Regions from separate parts of the Bactrocera dorsalis genome. Here region 2 is linked to region 1. A link is a contact called in public Hi-C data. All regions are on one chromosome and are shown on one strand. Each heading gives the region's core, a stretch centred on a gene start, on an enhancer-like site or on the middle of the called end of the contact. The rest is flanking DNA. Distances are from core to core; before and after follow the strand shown. Region 1 overlaps LOC105226437 (ATP synthase subunit b, mitochondrial). Region 2 holds the start of LOC105226447 (protein rhomboid).

Region 1 (7,504 bases), core at 1,566-4,065:
ATGATTCCACCAGCGTACAAACCACACCAAACAGTGCATTTTTCGGGATGCATGGGCAGTTCTTGAACGGCTTCTGGTTGCTCTTCACCCCAAATGCGGCAATTTTGCTTATTTACGTAGCCATTCAACCAGAAATGAGCCTCATCGCTCATCGGACGTAAAGCGCGAAACACATTTCGAACCGAACACTGATTTTGGTAATAAAATTCAATGATTTGCAAGCGTTGCTCGTTAGTAAGTCTATTCATGATGAAATGTCAAAGCATACTGAGCATCTTTCTCTTTGACACCATGTCTGAAAATCCCACGTGATCTGTCAAATACTAATGCATGAAAATCCTAACCTCAAAAAATCACCCGTTACATACAGACTTATGTAAAGATATACTCGTACTATAGGGATTTTCGAATCATTTTGTTTGGGTTTTCGTTTATCACGTGTTCTTGTTTTTGTGTGTTCGGAGTTGTCACTTTGTTACAGTCGGCGATTGTAAACTCTTATTTAAACCTCTCTTTGAAATCCTTAGAATTCATTGAACCGATATTTTCCACATATTATCAAAAAAAAATTTTTTTTGCCTGTCCTCGAACGGACTGATTATAACAGATTTTGAGCCACAAATACGCAATATGGTGCATTTCTTTTATTTTTTAATCGCATAATTTCCTTGTCGTTTGGTTTCTGTGGAGATTTGAAATATTTGCTGACTTTCTTGAGATTCTATAATACTACTACAATCGGAGCCATGTCTAGATAAACTGAACTTCGATCGTACAAAAGGATTTGAGATTCTCAAACCACAAAGATCCTACATACTTTTTTATAAAATATAAACTGTGGATAATCACTTGCAAATCAAGCTTTTTTCGAGTTCTCAAAAGAAAATCACATTTTTGTAAATGAACAAAGGGTTAGACTGAATCATCGATAAAGAAACTCGTCCAAGGATGCACTTGGATGACTGGATATTGCACATAAAGCTTGTTACACCTAGAAGGAAACGTAGGAGATCTTATAAAATATATATGTATTTACAGGGTTTGTTTGAAAAGTAATAGGACTGATTTTCTTCTGCCGCTACTGTACTTCGGAGCGTGCACCGACTGAATATGGTAGACGACGTTCCTAGCTAACGAACGAGCGGCTGGCCAGTAGTCTCCGAACACCTGGAGAGTCAGGACAAACATTTTTGCGCGACGTGTTTCTGTGAGTGGTGCAAGCCGAAAATGCAGCGTTCGTTAGAGCAGAGGCACGCCATTAAATTCTGTGTGAAACTCGCTATAACTGCGACAGAGACGTTTGATATGAACAAGCAGGCTAACCCAGATGTTTCCTTAGCAAGAAGTGGCGTGTTTCGGTGGTATCAGGCCTTTTTGGAGGTCTTCTCCCTAAAAAAGGGAAGAATGAGCAAATCCAAAGTAAAAACAATGCTCATTGTCTTTTTTGACATCAAAGGCATCATCCACTACGAATTTGTTCCTCCTGAACAAACCGTCAACGCCAAGTTTTACGTGGATGTCCTCAAGAGACTCAAACGAAGTTGGATACAAGCAGCTTTCACCTAGGCTCTCAAGGATATTCTGTAGAATGTCTTCCGTGACGCCTTCAATGCTTGGAAATCGCGCTGACAGCGCTTCATCGACGCAGAAGGAGCCTATTTTGAAAGTTTTTAAAGAATTGTAACGATTGGTTCAATAAATTTTTTTAAATCGACTAAGTCCTATTACTTTCCGGACAAACCCAGCTGACAGATTTGAAATCCCGCATTTCGACAAAAAATATCTTCATAGCAAACCCAAGACAATAATAACCAAAAATTTACCAATAGACTCCTACTGAAAACCCAACTACACGCGCACGAAAAATCCGAGCGTTCTATGAATGTATTCCCCCAGTCGTTAACTATCAGTGTCATAAAAATTTTTTCTTTTGAAACAAAATAAATTTTGAGACGCACATATTTCCGAGCACAAGTAATCTGCATAGCACTTAAATGTGTCTGAGTCATTTCGCTTACACGGCAATTTACCTTCGTGCAACTACAAATTAGTTCAGCCTCGTATACACACACACACACATAGATAAATGATTGACCACCCAAAAACCAATTAAAGTGCTGCTCCTCTCTAATCTAAGCGCACACATTTAATAGCCGAAGAATGTGACACATTACACGAGCGCCGCACGACGGACCCGCAAGCAGATAAATGGATCAATGGAATGTGCGAAAATATCCGAGCGTTTTAACTAACATCTCTCTTTTACGATTCCATGCTAAAAGTGCGCCAAGCGAAGATAATTAAGATTTGTAAATATATTTACCACGCAAAGCGAAGAATTCCGCATTGCCACTGAGAAATATGTTGAAACACAAACAAGACAGTGGGAGCCGCTTTTGAGTGCATGTGTGTGTATATGAATGTGATTTTTGTATGTTTTTTATATATTTTGACCTTTCATTTATCGGCGGCAAGTCGCCTTTTGATAACTTAATGTTGTAAGGCATTCGATTGTCATTTACCCATTTGCCACTCACACAGCCGCACACTTTGTGCCCGCAACAATATGGGAGAAGCGAGAAAGAAAACAACCCCGCGGGTGGTGTCAGCATGTTGCCACAACAACTGCATGCACACACACACACACGATATGTGCAACAACAAAAAACGCATTTGAATGAACTCGTTAAAAAGCAAAGAAACTGACCCAAAACGAATGCATTTAAAAGAACGAGACGCAAACCGGAATCAATGGACAGAGGACATGGCAGAGTCGCAAGCCAACCACACACATACAAGCACATATTTACCACCACATACATGGCCATATATGAGTAAGCCTACATGCAACACAGCGAGTTGCCTCGAACGGGCGCTCAAACGAATTCCAAAGCCGGCAGGCAGAAGTCACACTCACATACACACACATATGCACATCATAGCTACGAACTCAGTCGGTAAACGACAAAACACTATAGACCAATGGGCCAAAATATGCTTGCACGTATGTATGTAAGAGTGTGTATGCATGTGTGCAGTCGGCGCTGTGGAACACCCGTAATGTTAGTCAACAACAAAAACAATAACAACAAACATTGAGCAACCCGGATATCAGCACACAGTCGGTTTTGGCCACCAATGCAGCGCCTTCGAGGCTTCATTCAGACAAATTCCTTTGTTATCCTTTTTTCACCCGGAGATATTGTCTGTTTTAAACTAATTAACAGCAACAACTTGGGCGATATGGTGTTGAAAAGCAGCAGAGCCAGCAGAAGCGGAGTTAGTTAGACCAACACCAGCCCAGCCGTGGCTACCCAAGAAGTCACTTAGAGCGATAATTGATAACTGTGCTGCAGAAACGCACACACTCACACGCACACACACACATTCATACGAGAATGCATCAGTACGTATGTTTGTATATGCGCTTGCACTCTCGCCTGTGTATCATGGCAATGTGAGCAAATATCTCGGCAGACAAAGTCAGTTCAGCAGGGTTAAGCAAGCCGACACCATTTCCCCACTGTGGCAAGAACAAACAAAAACTACAACAACAGCAGCAGCAACGCATATGAGCAGACAATAAATATACTGGTAATGTAATTAACAAATTGGTTTGCAAGTTGCAAATTGTGTTTAGCCACGGCAACCGAGTAACGGAACTAGTGTTGGCGCTTGCAACAGTTGCCACAAAAGATGAGCAATTTCTAATCCTTTGGTTTCATGTAGAATATTAAAGCGTCATAGAGCTTCGAAGTAAATTAATGAATATTATCTCAGTAGTGAAAAGTATTTAAAGCCCATCTCAAGAAACTGATTGCATCTCATGAAAAGAGGATCGACACACACCACCCCTCCGTCGATTTGACAGCACGAAAAAGACCTTTATGCCGGTATGGTATCCGCGCAACACTAACACGGCTGTGTAAACTGACGTTGAGCAATGCCAAAATATCAAAAGATCCATCGAATCGAGAAGAACCTCTCTGAGCCGTTCGATACCAACCGAGGTTTCAGGCAAGGCGACTCCTTATCATTCGAATTCTTCAATCTACTGCTAGAGAAAAATAATCCGAGTTGCAGAACTAAAGAGAGAAGGGATCATCTTCTATAAAAGTGTAGAGCTGGTGGCACACGTCGATGATATGATATCAATGTTGTGAACGAGGACAGTTGGAAAGCCTAGGACCTGGCTACACTTGGAATCTCCAATTGGCGCTAAACAGCGTAAAAGAATAACGTCTGGAGCGCTATCGTCGTGAAGAAGAAGTGAACAGGATTGACTACTTGACTCTCGCCTGTTGCTCGAAGGTCTCGAGTTATTACAAAGCAAAATTACCTTAACATGAGACGATTGAAGTTCCTTTAGAATATTGCAAACAAATTAATCACGAACAATCCCAATAGGAGGTTGAGCTAAGGCAAAAGTCAAAACATATAATATGCACCCCATCAAGGCTATACAAATATGGCACCAAAGGCTTAACGATTCCAATAGTACAACTCAACTGATTTACTTAAGGATCATCAACTCCCAAGCTCTATCTCTTTCACTACTTGACATTTTATCACGAAGCTTACCACGTGCAACTCTGCCTCTCTTATAACCGCCACAACTGCGTTAAATCACTTTTTAGAAATGCAAACGAACCTTACTGATTCACTCATTCGCTGGCGTGTCGTAATCAAAAACAAAATGTTGTAACCTTCTTCCGCTCCTCTTTGCGTTCATTTGACGTCTCCGCGCTTTCAAATCAATAAAGTATACAACTAAGCATAATGTTCCGTTGGCGTGTGTCAATTAATCGTAATCAAATTGTGTTCGCAACTCATAAAACTCAAACTTCTCATTCACCTGTCAACAGCAGCCGAATATACACCTCTAGCCGTGAGCGCTTAGCGGCTTCAGTCGTAAAATCAACGAAATAAAAGGAAATAACGTCAATAATAAATTTCAACATCAAATTTTAAAGTGAAATATTGATTTCTTATCAATAGCTATTGTATCGAGGAATATCGAAGTCTTAAACTTGAAGGGAGAACGCACTTTCGTTAGAGAACTCTCGTATTCTGGTCGCCCCTTTTTATTAAAGAGTTTGGGTTTGGTCTGCTTGGATGCGGTTAAGATATATACAAAAGGCAGAAAACCCAAGACATAATTAAGGTAGCATTCCTCATAAAAATAAATTATTCTTCATTTCCCGAAGTATTCTAGATGAAATCTAATGGCCCAGCAGAAGTACCAAACTATTGCAGTGGATAAAAAATAGATCAGAGCATCGCTTGATACCGAAACTACGCAAAACATCATTATAGTGCATGATTTCTATTGAAGAATGTGATATAAGTAATAAAAAATTATTTCTTTAACTATTATTGCCTCCATTGAAAAGCATTCCTTGTTGAATTACTAAGAGCTTTCTCAAGTTTCAAGCTTTAATAATTTCTAGGAGAGTATTAATGCCGAAAGACAAGTACGCATATCAGCATGCTTTTGGGTCTACCTAATTTCCTTAGACTACCATATCCTATATCTCGTTACAATTTAATGAATGTAAAGCAGGAAGTTTGCCTGTAACCGCACACACAGGAAAGCACGTAGACTTGCTGAATATATAGGGAAGCTCTCAGCTTTAGTCGAACATGCGAATTTGTACGAAATTTACACCAAATCGATAGTTGGTTGCCAGGTCGGAGGCAGTTGTCGGGAGGTTGAGTTGCGTGCCAAGAAAATTGCCAACAAACACGCGCCAATAAAATAACCAAAATGTCAGCCAATAGGGAAAATGCTGTAAAAGAAACCGACGGTGTCATCGCTGACTGTCAACAATGTCATCATCAGCACTGATAGCAAATGATTACCAGCCCACTAACATGTAGATACACAAACAATTTGAATGTGATTTGCCGTGTGACATAACAAACGATTTAATGACTTCCCATGAACGGACATACCCAGAACATATTATATATATGTAGATATATGTGTGGTGTCTGTTAAAAGGGCTTAAGTCGACTCCAATTGAAGCAAGCGTACTGATTTACAGCAAGGAACTGGACACATCCTCTATTCATATATTATTGTAGTTTGGAAATTTCTATTGTTGGGTAAGCTTAAAAATGACATCCAAAATTTTCAAATGATTCAAATCGTCACCTAAAATGCAAATTAAAGGATCATAAAAAACATCGAAATTGAGTTTTCTTATTGTTTTCGATTTTCTACATCATATTACATTTATATAGTATAAAAATTTCTGCTTCCGCTGTGAGATAAAACCAATATATAACCGTTTTATGACCGATATATAACCAATACATAACCGTTTTATAACCAATACATAACCATTTTATAACCAATATAACCGTTTTATATAACCATTTTATAACCAAAACTCAAATTCTTGGGTTTAATGGAGTGAATGCTTTCTCTCTGATTATCGCTCTTATTAATTATAATATGGACTATGAATACTGTAGAAAGTACATAAGTGAATATACAATTTTTTGCTCTTACTCCTTGATATGTAAGGGTTTGTCGTAGTATACATATTTTCCAAACGAATTTTATATCATTAAAGTCAGTGACCTTCACGTCGTTGTTGTTGTCGTGAGGTGTGCGTATCATAATTTGGAATTAATTTGATTATAAATGTCTTAGCTAATGATTAAATATTTATGTGAGCGCTGCGCCCCTAAAATATGAACCCACCACGGCGCTATTTAGCGGCAAGTGGGGAAATAACGGCAACTGTACAAATGACAGCAACGTTAAATATGTACATATATATATATGATAATGGTTATATTTGCATGAATATATAATATACTTATATATATATGTATATATATCATACTAATTTGCAAAGCTTGTAGCAATGACCTCATAGCAGCGATAACTTAAATATACCTAGGCATTCTCTATCCCCATTTGTATCAACGTGTGTGTATGTATATTCCAAGGTGTAAGGCCATTTGTGCGCACACTTCCTTCTCACTCACGTGCTTTTTTTTGCAACACACGCGAATAATTAGGAATTTATGTAGCGTTCGCGGTCATTGCGGAGCTGTCTGATGAGGCAATTAACCTAAAAGTGCTATAAAATGTCCTTGCCAACGCACAAACAGACACATGCGCATGCAGACAAAGAAACGAAGCGCCACTAACAACTCACTAACGGCACGAAAAAAGCCACCAAACTCATATATGCAGACGATTCTACATGTTTGCTCAAGCTATTGAGGAACATTTCTAAATTGGTCCCATTTAATTTGCACGCAGTGTGTTAATTTCAGTAAAAATTTAGGCACTTTAAAGCTCACTTAAACACTTAAAGTAATTGAAAGCAAAACAATAATTCGATTTCGATGTATCCCCTTACTGTTTACTCAGAATCATGATTAGTCGCCGCCAACCAGCAAAGAAATTCCGATCGTCTTCAACAGGTTCCTTCTAAGTTAGGTTAAGAATTGTTGGTGTAAAGGAAGCCACTTAGACTACTAA
Region 2 (7,504 bases), core at 1,770-4,269, 46 kb after region 1:
ACTTACCACATTTACAAAATCCTGGAAGGTAACATATCCGGGTCCGATCGGCGGTTGCGCCTTTTTCGCACGTTCATGAAGCAATTCACGTTTATTCATAGGCACTTGTGATAAAAATTCGGGAGATTTTAATGCCTTTACAAAGTCATCAACTGGTATCTCACCAAAACCCTCGGGATCGAACTGTTTTTAAGACGAAAATATGGAAAAATACGCAGTCAAAAAGTATGTTCTCTAATTTAAAAATTAAATTAGCAGGATATATATAATAATTAATAATAACAATTATACAAGTACTACCATTATAATATATGCCAGTTACCATTATAGAGTGAGCATAAAATTAATCCAGAACTACTTCAGTTAATTTGCAAGTACACATTATTTGACGAGGAATTTTCAAAAATGAGTACAGTTAATACTGATGGTTTCAATAAGCATGATTTCGAACTTCGAAGGCAAACATTTCGATTTTGGAGACTAACTGAGAAAAACGGAGAAATTACATTACTACTTATGACTTAACATTTTGAACAAAACTGGTTGAATCCAATACCCAGCCGAGTGTAGTACAAGTACAGTGTTATGATTCCAGTGATCAAATACAAGTGTGGAAGGGCTATGTTCGGGTGTAATCGAACATTTCATACTCTTCCCAGGACTAATGCCAGGCAAATACCTCAAGGTACAAAACGACAACCAGAGGAACGGAATCCAATCAATTTTATATATGCATACATATATGACTCATATTGGCCGATACATACGATATAAAATCACACGAAGGTGATTTCTTTCCTTATAAGAAAGTACTGACATGATTCAACCAAGTGACCGAACTAGAACTGTAGATGCTGGGGTCCCAATATTCGGTACCTAGGGACGTGGTGTGATTCGTTTATAGTTCGATTTGGGAAATTTTTAGTCGTAAAATAGCAGACCTCAAAAGCACTATTTGCCAAAGGTATCGTTACAATAATTGCTTCTTGATTTGTACAATGGAAAGTGAAAGAATCAAACCGAATTTAAATATGTGTTATATGGAAAGGAGGCGTGGTTTTACTCCGATTTCGTTAATTTTCGCACTTCTTTAAAATATGTTAAAATAATGTCATGTGTCGAATTTAGTTGAAATCGGTCGAGCAGAACCCGAGACATGTGCTTTCCTAAGAGAAGGCGATGTCACGACCATTTTCCAATTTTGGTCTCGACTCTTATAAAGCCTTTTAATACCATATCGGTGGTAAAATTTAATGCCTCTTTTTAACAGTATCGTTATATGGAGAGTGGGCGGTTTTATGATATATTTAACTTTCACACTGTCGATAGGAATGTTTACAAGATTTATCCTGAGCGAATTTGGTTATTTTAGCTTGAACGGTTTGAGAGATATGTATATTAAATCTTTTAGAGAGCGGAGCCACTCCCACTTTTTCAAAATTTTTAACCCGCAGATGTCTATTGCTACTGCGATCTCCTGTGTCTCTGTGCCATTACAGTTCTATATCTTTATTTACTGCTTAATTATGGCACTCTATAGGTTTTCGTTTAATGGCGTTTTGTAGGCATGAAAGTGGTCCGATTACGCTAATTTACGTACTCGCCCTTACCTTTTTACCAAGTAACATATATACCAGGTTTCATTAAGATATCTCAATTTTCTCTCAAGTTAGAGCTTCCACAATTCATACAACCGTTAGGTGAACAAAACGAGTACACTCTTTAGCAACGTGTTTCGGGAGCATAAAAAGTAAAAGGCTTTCAGTGAGCTGTCGGGATTCCACTGAAACCATTAATTCATAAAATAATAGTTTTTAAACGACAAAAATAACAAAATAGAAAAAATAAATAAATTGGTTCACCCACTTGGGATTCGAACCTGCAATCTAGTACCCATCTTTGAATTAAACGCATGGTAACCAACACACCGCTAAAGCAAAACATTCCAATGCATAAAATTGGATTACTCTCAAAAAGAAATTGTGAAGAAAGCAAAATACCCGTAACGTTCTTTTAAATATTATACATGATATTTATGGCCATATAAAACAATAAAATGTAGCATACAAATATTATGAGGTGCCTTACCATATCGAACAACAATTTCCATTTCTGTAAAGAAGATTTAGAAGAGGATTAATAAGTGATTATTAAAGCGTTAATAAAATATATTGACTTACATCACGCAGCAATTCGCGACGCAGTTCCGCTTCATCAAAGTCCGAATTGAGCGAGGTGTGTTCAGTCTCATAACCGGCATCGTTTGTACATTGCTGCAATGGATAAAGAAAAATAGCAATAATATTAAAAAATGCCATTGAACTAGCTATTCAATCGATTCTCTCTACAAAAGTCATTGTCATACTCACATAACGTACTTGTGTGTGTGTATGTGATATGGAAGCAATTGATACCAGCGAGCCGGCTATCGTTGATATGTGTTCAATTTCGGCCAGAGTCTCCTGTTGGCTACTCCCAGCATTGTTGGTGCTCTGAATATCGACGCCACGGGAACTGCAACGATCGAAACCGCTCCACATGCCGCTACTACACTTCACTACGCTTGCAGGGATGCGATTGTATGTAAACCTTGCACCGAAAATACACCACTACGAGCAACCCACAGACCAGCATAAAATGCTATCTACAGCGTAAAAGCCTTGCTAAGGTACCTTCGTGCAACATATGATTTATATTTTTACAGTTCTTGTGCTATTAAAATGATTTACACATTTTAATTTTTAGTGTCTATTTAGTGTTTCGTACACACAAATTTTTACAGTGTAGAAATGCATTTTGTTCGTGGCGCCTTAAAGTATGCAACGAATACCAATGTTAATGATCATATACATGTGCTAAGAATTAGCATTTCAATTTTTAAATGGACGTGGTGTGATGCGTAGAATTGTGGTCTGTGGTATCAATGGTCGCAGGTTCGAATCACGCTCAATGAGATTGTACTCTATAATTTCTTTCTTGTACTGTTATTTATTTACAGTTGTTTTTACTCGCAATTTTAATTTCCGCCCTCATTTCATCGAATTACACGTTGAAGCTCTCACCGTGGCTTCTGCGTAAACATTTGTGGGCCAAAGCGAAAATCCCGTTTAATCGTAGACTACTTCCGGCCTTCAATGCCAGAGTCTATTTCATACCCGGGAAATAATTTTATTACTTCCGCTTATTTCAAAAGCAATTTACACGCGCTCATACATACATACATACATATGAATAATCGCGTGCACCCTCCAATGCAATTTATCCACCTCAAGGTGTGTGTTTCCCCTTTTAACAATTACCCTTCTATATTGAAATTCCATTATTTTCGATATTTGTAAAAATGATTATTAGCTTTAATTTGCTCGCAAACAAACTAATTTACCTCCACTACAACGCCAATTACTACGGCCTCGTGCTCATACTCATATCCTACCCCCTTTCTTGTTTACATCATCATTTTTGCTCGCCCTTTGGCGATAAAGCAACTTTGTAAATCCATAATGGACGGGTTTGAACACGCCAAAGGCACGAAAACACGTTTTTCCACGGAAGTGAATGATCTACATTTCGTCGTTTTATTTTTAATACACGTCCCATGAGTGTACATAAAGACTTACTTCTTTTAATATGTTTTATAGGTATATTGTTGTATGTTCATGTACAGGGTTTTCCAATAAGAGTGATATGATTAAAAAAAACACGCACTAATTGTTAGGGACATTGAAATGTCGATAAAATTAAGTTCCGAATATAACATCATTCAAATAGCCTTCACGACTTCTTTTGCAGGAACGAATTCGACGAATCTAATTTTTAAGTACTCTTTCCGCTAAATCAAGACGATGAATCTAATTTTCAAATACTCTTTCCCCTTAATCAAGTCGTATGTCAAAAATAGCACATTCAATCTTGACTTCTAAAGCTTGAAGATAGTCTGGTTTATTGCTAAAGACCAATTACTTCAAATAACCCCACAAGAAGTAGTCTAATGGTGTTAAATCTCAACTTCTTGGAGTCCATTCAATGTAACAATTTCTTCCAATAATTGAATCTCCAAACTTTTCTCGCCATAATTCAGTTGTTTCATGTGCTGTGTGGCACGTAGCCCCGTCTTGTTGGGACCAGATTTTGTCAAGATCAACTTCTTCCAATTACGGCCATACAAAGTTGGTTATCATTGATCTTTACCGTTCCCCATTGACAGTAACGGTGTTACCAGCTTCAATTCGAAAGAAGTACGGAACGATGCTTTCACCGGACCAAAAACCGCACCAAACTGTCAATTTGGATGAATGTAATGGTTGTTCATGATTTGATGTGGATTTTCTTCGCACCAGAATGGACAGTTTGGTAAGCTTCATTTCTTAACTATTCATTATTATTTTGATAGTAAAAATTAATAATTTGTTAACGTTGTTCTTGCGTATACCTTTCCATGATGAAATTGTAAAAATTTCATATCATGCGATGTTAAAAATGTCCGAAACTACACTTAGAAATCATATCATCCCTATTGAAAAACCCGATATAAGTACAATCAAACTTCGATACAACAAAGCTTCCAACGCAATTTTATTCAATTTGCGGTATGTTTGTTGTCTTTAAAACGAATGTCCTAATATCGCTTTCTTATATGCTCATAAATCTAATTATCATGCGTTGTATATTATCAAACGCGCTTCAAAAAATTAAAAGCTTTTCACGGAAAAAATCCGCTCGAAGGTTTGACATTGTCTGTATTGGTGTGTACTATCATGAAACTGATACCCTTTATAAATACAAAATGTTCCTAACAAGAACTATAAGCCGATCCGATCTGAACAATTTCTTCGGAGATTGCACCATAACCACAAACAATAAGCTATACCGAATTTCGTGAAGATATATCGAAAAATTAAACAAATTTTCCAGGGCCTAATTCCGATTATTCAATAGCTTTATGCTAAGGTGATCTGATCTGAACAATTTCTTCGGAGATTGCATTATTGCTTTAGATATCTGGTCAAATGGAAAAGTTTTCCATTCCAGCAATTGATTCCGATCGTTCAGTTTATATTAGCAACTATATGATATGGTAGTGTGATATGGATGTCTCAAAAATTAAGGGACTAGTTCGTCATTATGCAGACAGGCGGACATGACTAAATCCTAATTAAAAATTCATATGTGTTACACCCAAATTGTCCTAGAACGCCAACAGAACTTGTAAAAAAGAATTCTCGAGCACTCGCAAATATATTAGCCGCTCTGACAATAATGGCGCTACGGAAATTATTTTAAAGGTCTATGACGTCCTCACATTCTTAAATATACATACGTACGTTTAAAGAACTCACACACATATGTACATTTAGTTTAAAGTTTCTAAAAATAAATATCACTAAATCTTCAATATTCCTTTTGTTTATCCTAACATGTCGTTCGGCATGAATTTCTTTAGGCACTTCACTTGAGTTAAAGCACTTCATTAGGTGTTGAGTGCAAACATCGCCTCTCAGCTTTTCTCAACTTTCCACACTTCACAACACTTCAGGCCGGCAACCGGCCAAGCCGCCTCGAAGTTTGGGGAAAAATCAATACTGCAACGCAAAGCCACCGCTTATAAAGGAGCTAAATAACTACTATAAAGCACGTTAATAATTGAATGGAAGCGTGACGGCACCAGTCGCCGGTGACGAGTGCGAGAACCGACAACAATATGTGACGTCCGTTGGTACACGTTTGGTGACGTCGATGAAGCGTGCAACGACCGCGACCACACAACAACCACAACAATAGACATAGAGGGTCGGAAACCTTTAATTACCGGACCGGCGGTGTCCACAACGCCTGAAACTGCATACAATATTATCATAACAAAGGTAAATGGCATTAAAGTCGATAAGGCAGTCGACGAGTCAACCGAAGGACTGAAAATTACAAAGCCGGCCTTTACTGGGACATACTCATGCAAACACGCTTCTGCACTGCATGCATGGTAATGCTCCCTCTAAATTTACATTTACACATACACACATTTGGGTGCGTATGTGTGATTTATGATGTCTATGGATATGCAAAGGCTTCAGAATGCAAAAAAGGCTCACTTACAATTGCGCACATTTATTAACTATTTCAATTCACATAAACCACAGACACATACAAACATACTTTGGCACTATATTTTCACTATTTATTCGCACTTTTTTGATTCACAATTTTCATTGCTTTTTCGTTTGATGTCTGCACACGAGCATGCGACCGGCAAAAGTTTCAAATAGCGCGCAGTGACAAACCGTTAGACATGCAACACCCCCAAACGGGAAGGCGACGAAATGATAACTAAAATCGTGTGGTGGCTAAAATGCCGTCTGCGTCGTCAGGCGGTTTGTTTTCTGCGACGACGGAAGCAGCAATTTGGGTGACCAAACTACAAAACTGGCGAGCTTTTTTTTTGTATTAGATATGTATCATACTTACGGCCATACTATATACTCGTTTAAGAAAATACCAAACTTTTTCATAACAGAAGAAATTTTGACATTTTCTGCGATAAGGTAACTATTTTAAGACGACTATACTAAAAAAGCTGTAATCTCCGGTGGGAATTATCGCCGATCTTCCCACTTCCTTCTTTCACAACAATAATGTATAACGCAACCTATAGATACAGTTCATCAAGACCCTTTATACCCGATATTTAATTAAGGTTGTGAAATTTTCTTTACTGAACTAATTATTTATAAATGTAAACGTCTGGTCACCTCAATTGTTTTGTTTTGGCCACAATCGTCTCTGTAAGGGTTGTTCTTCTGCACATTCATCTCTGGGGGGAATGCCTCCTATAACAACCCGCTTATTTGAGTGTGTGTATCTGCCACCCTCACCACATCCACTGCAGCGCCGTCAGCTGAAATGCGGAAGAAGGCAGAAAGCATGTGGAATACCAATAAGCTGATAAATGTGGGGACAACCGGCGCGATTCTTGAAAGTTACTGTTGTTTACATGTAATGTGTGTATGTGTGTGCTTGTCAATCGAATTTTGTTTTGCTCTTCGCCAGTGGGGTTGTTTACATTTTGATTTTGCGTGTGCCGAATGCATTGCGTGACTTTGTATTCGCTCATGTACAGACGTATGTATGTATGTATAGCTATATGTGTGTAGCCTTATATTTAGATTACTTGTTTCTTCTCTGTTTTTACATAGATACTTGCATTGTAATTTATTGAGATGACTTTCTTAATGGTGGAATTTTATTAACGGGTTTATTTTCTATATACTTATGTACAATATACATATGTATAGTAAAGTACCTGTATGTATGTGTGTATATGTATTAGTATGTAAATAAATGTAAAAAACAGATAAGATAAGCAAAGCGGAAATTATTTACAAATTTTCAAGAAATATTAAAAATAAATTTATTTATTGATAATTTATAAATTTATTGAAATAGGGTCCCTAGGTTACATGTATTCAGAATCACCTCCATTCCTTTTTTGGGCCACACTAGATACTTATTC

The links. A called contact is a pair of places that touch in the nucleus more often than the background predicts.
Region 2: a Hi-C map of whole body shows a contact between it and region 1, with 2.4 times the contacts expected there. The contact joins the promoter of LOC105226447 here to the enhancer-like site in region 1. A contact is called at or near these places in 2 of 2 Hi-C or Micro-C datasets (both in whole body).

What each region holds. Positions count from the first base shown.
Region 1 is chr5:5,825,861-5,833,364 of ASM2337382v1, forward strand. All of the region lies in intron 1 of LOC105226437 (ATP synthase subunit b, mitochondrial), which reads left to right. Among protein-coding and RNA genes, the nearest start is that of LOC105226448, 25 kb to the left of the region's middle. Within about 2 kb of position 2,816, the one cell type or tissue checked has open chromatin away from gene starts, as enhancers often do.
Region 2 is chr5:5,871,342-5,878,845 of ASM2337382v1, forward strand. It overlaps LOC105226447 (protein rhomboid), which reads right to left and starts at 3,020. Exons shown (of 8, transcript XM_049458566.1): 1 at 2,379-3,020; 2 at 2,181-2,273; 3 at 2,089-2,112; 4 at 7-183. The coding sequence starts at 2,540. All of the region lies in intron 1 of LOC105226437 (ATP synthase subunit b, mitochondrial), which reads left to right.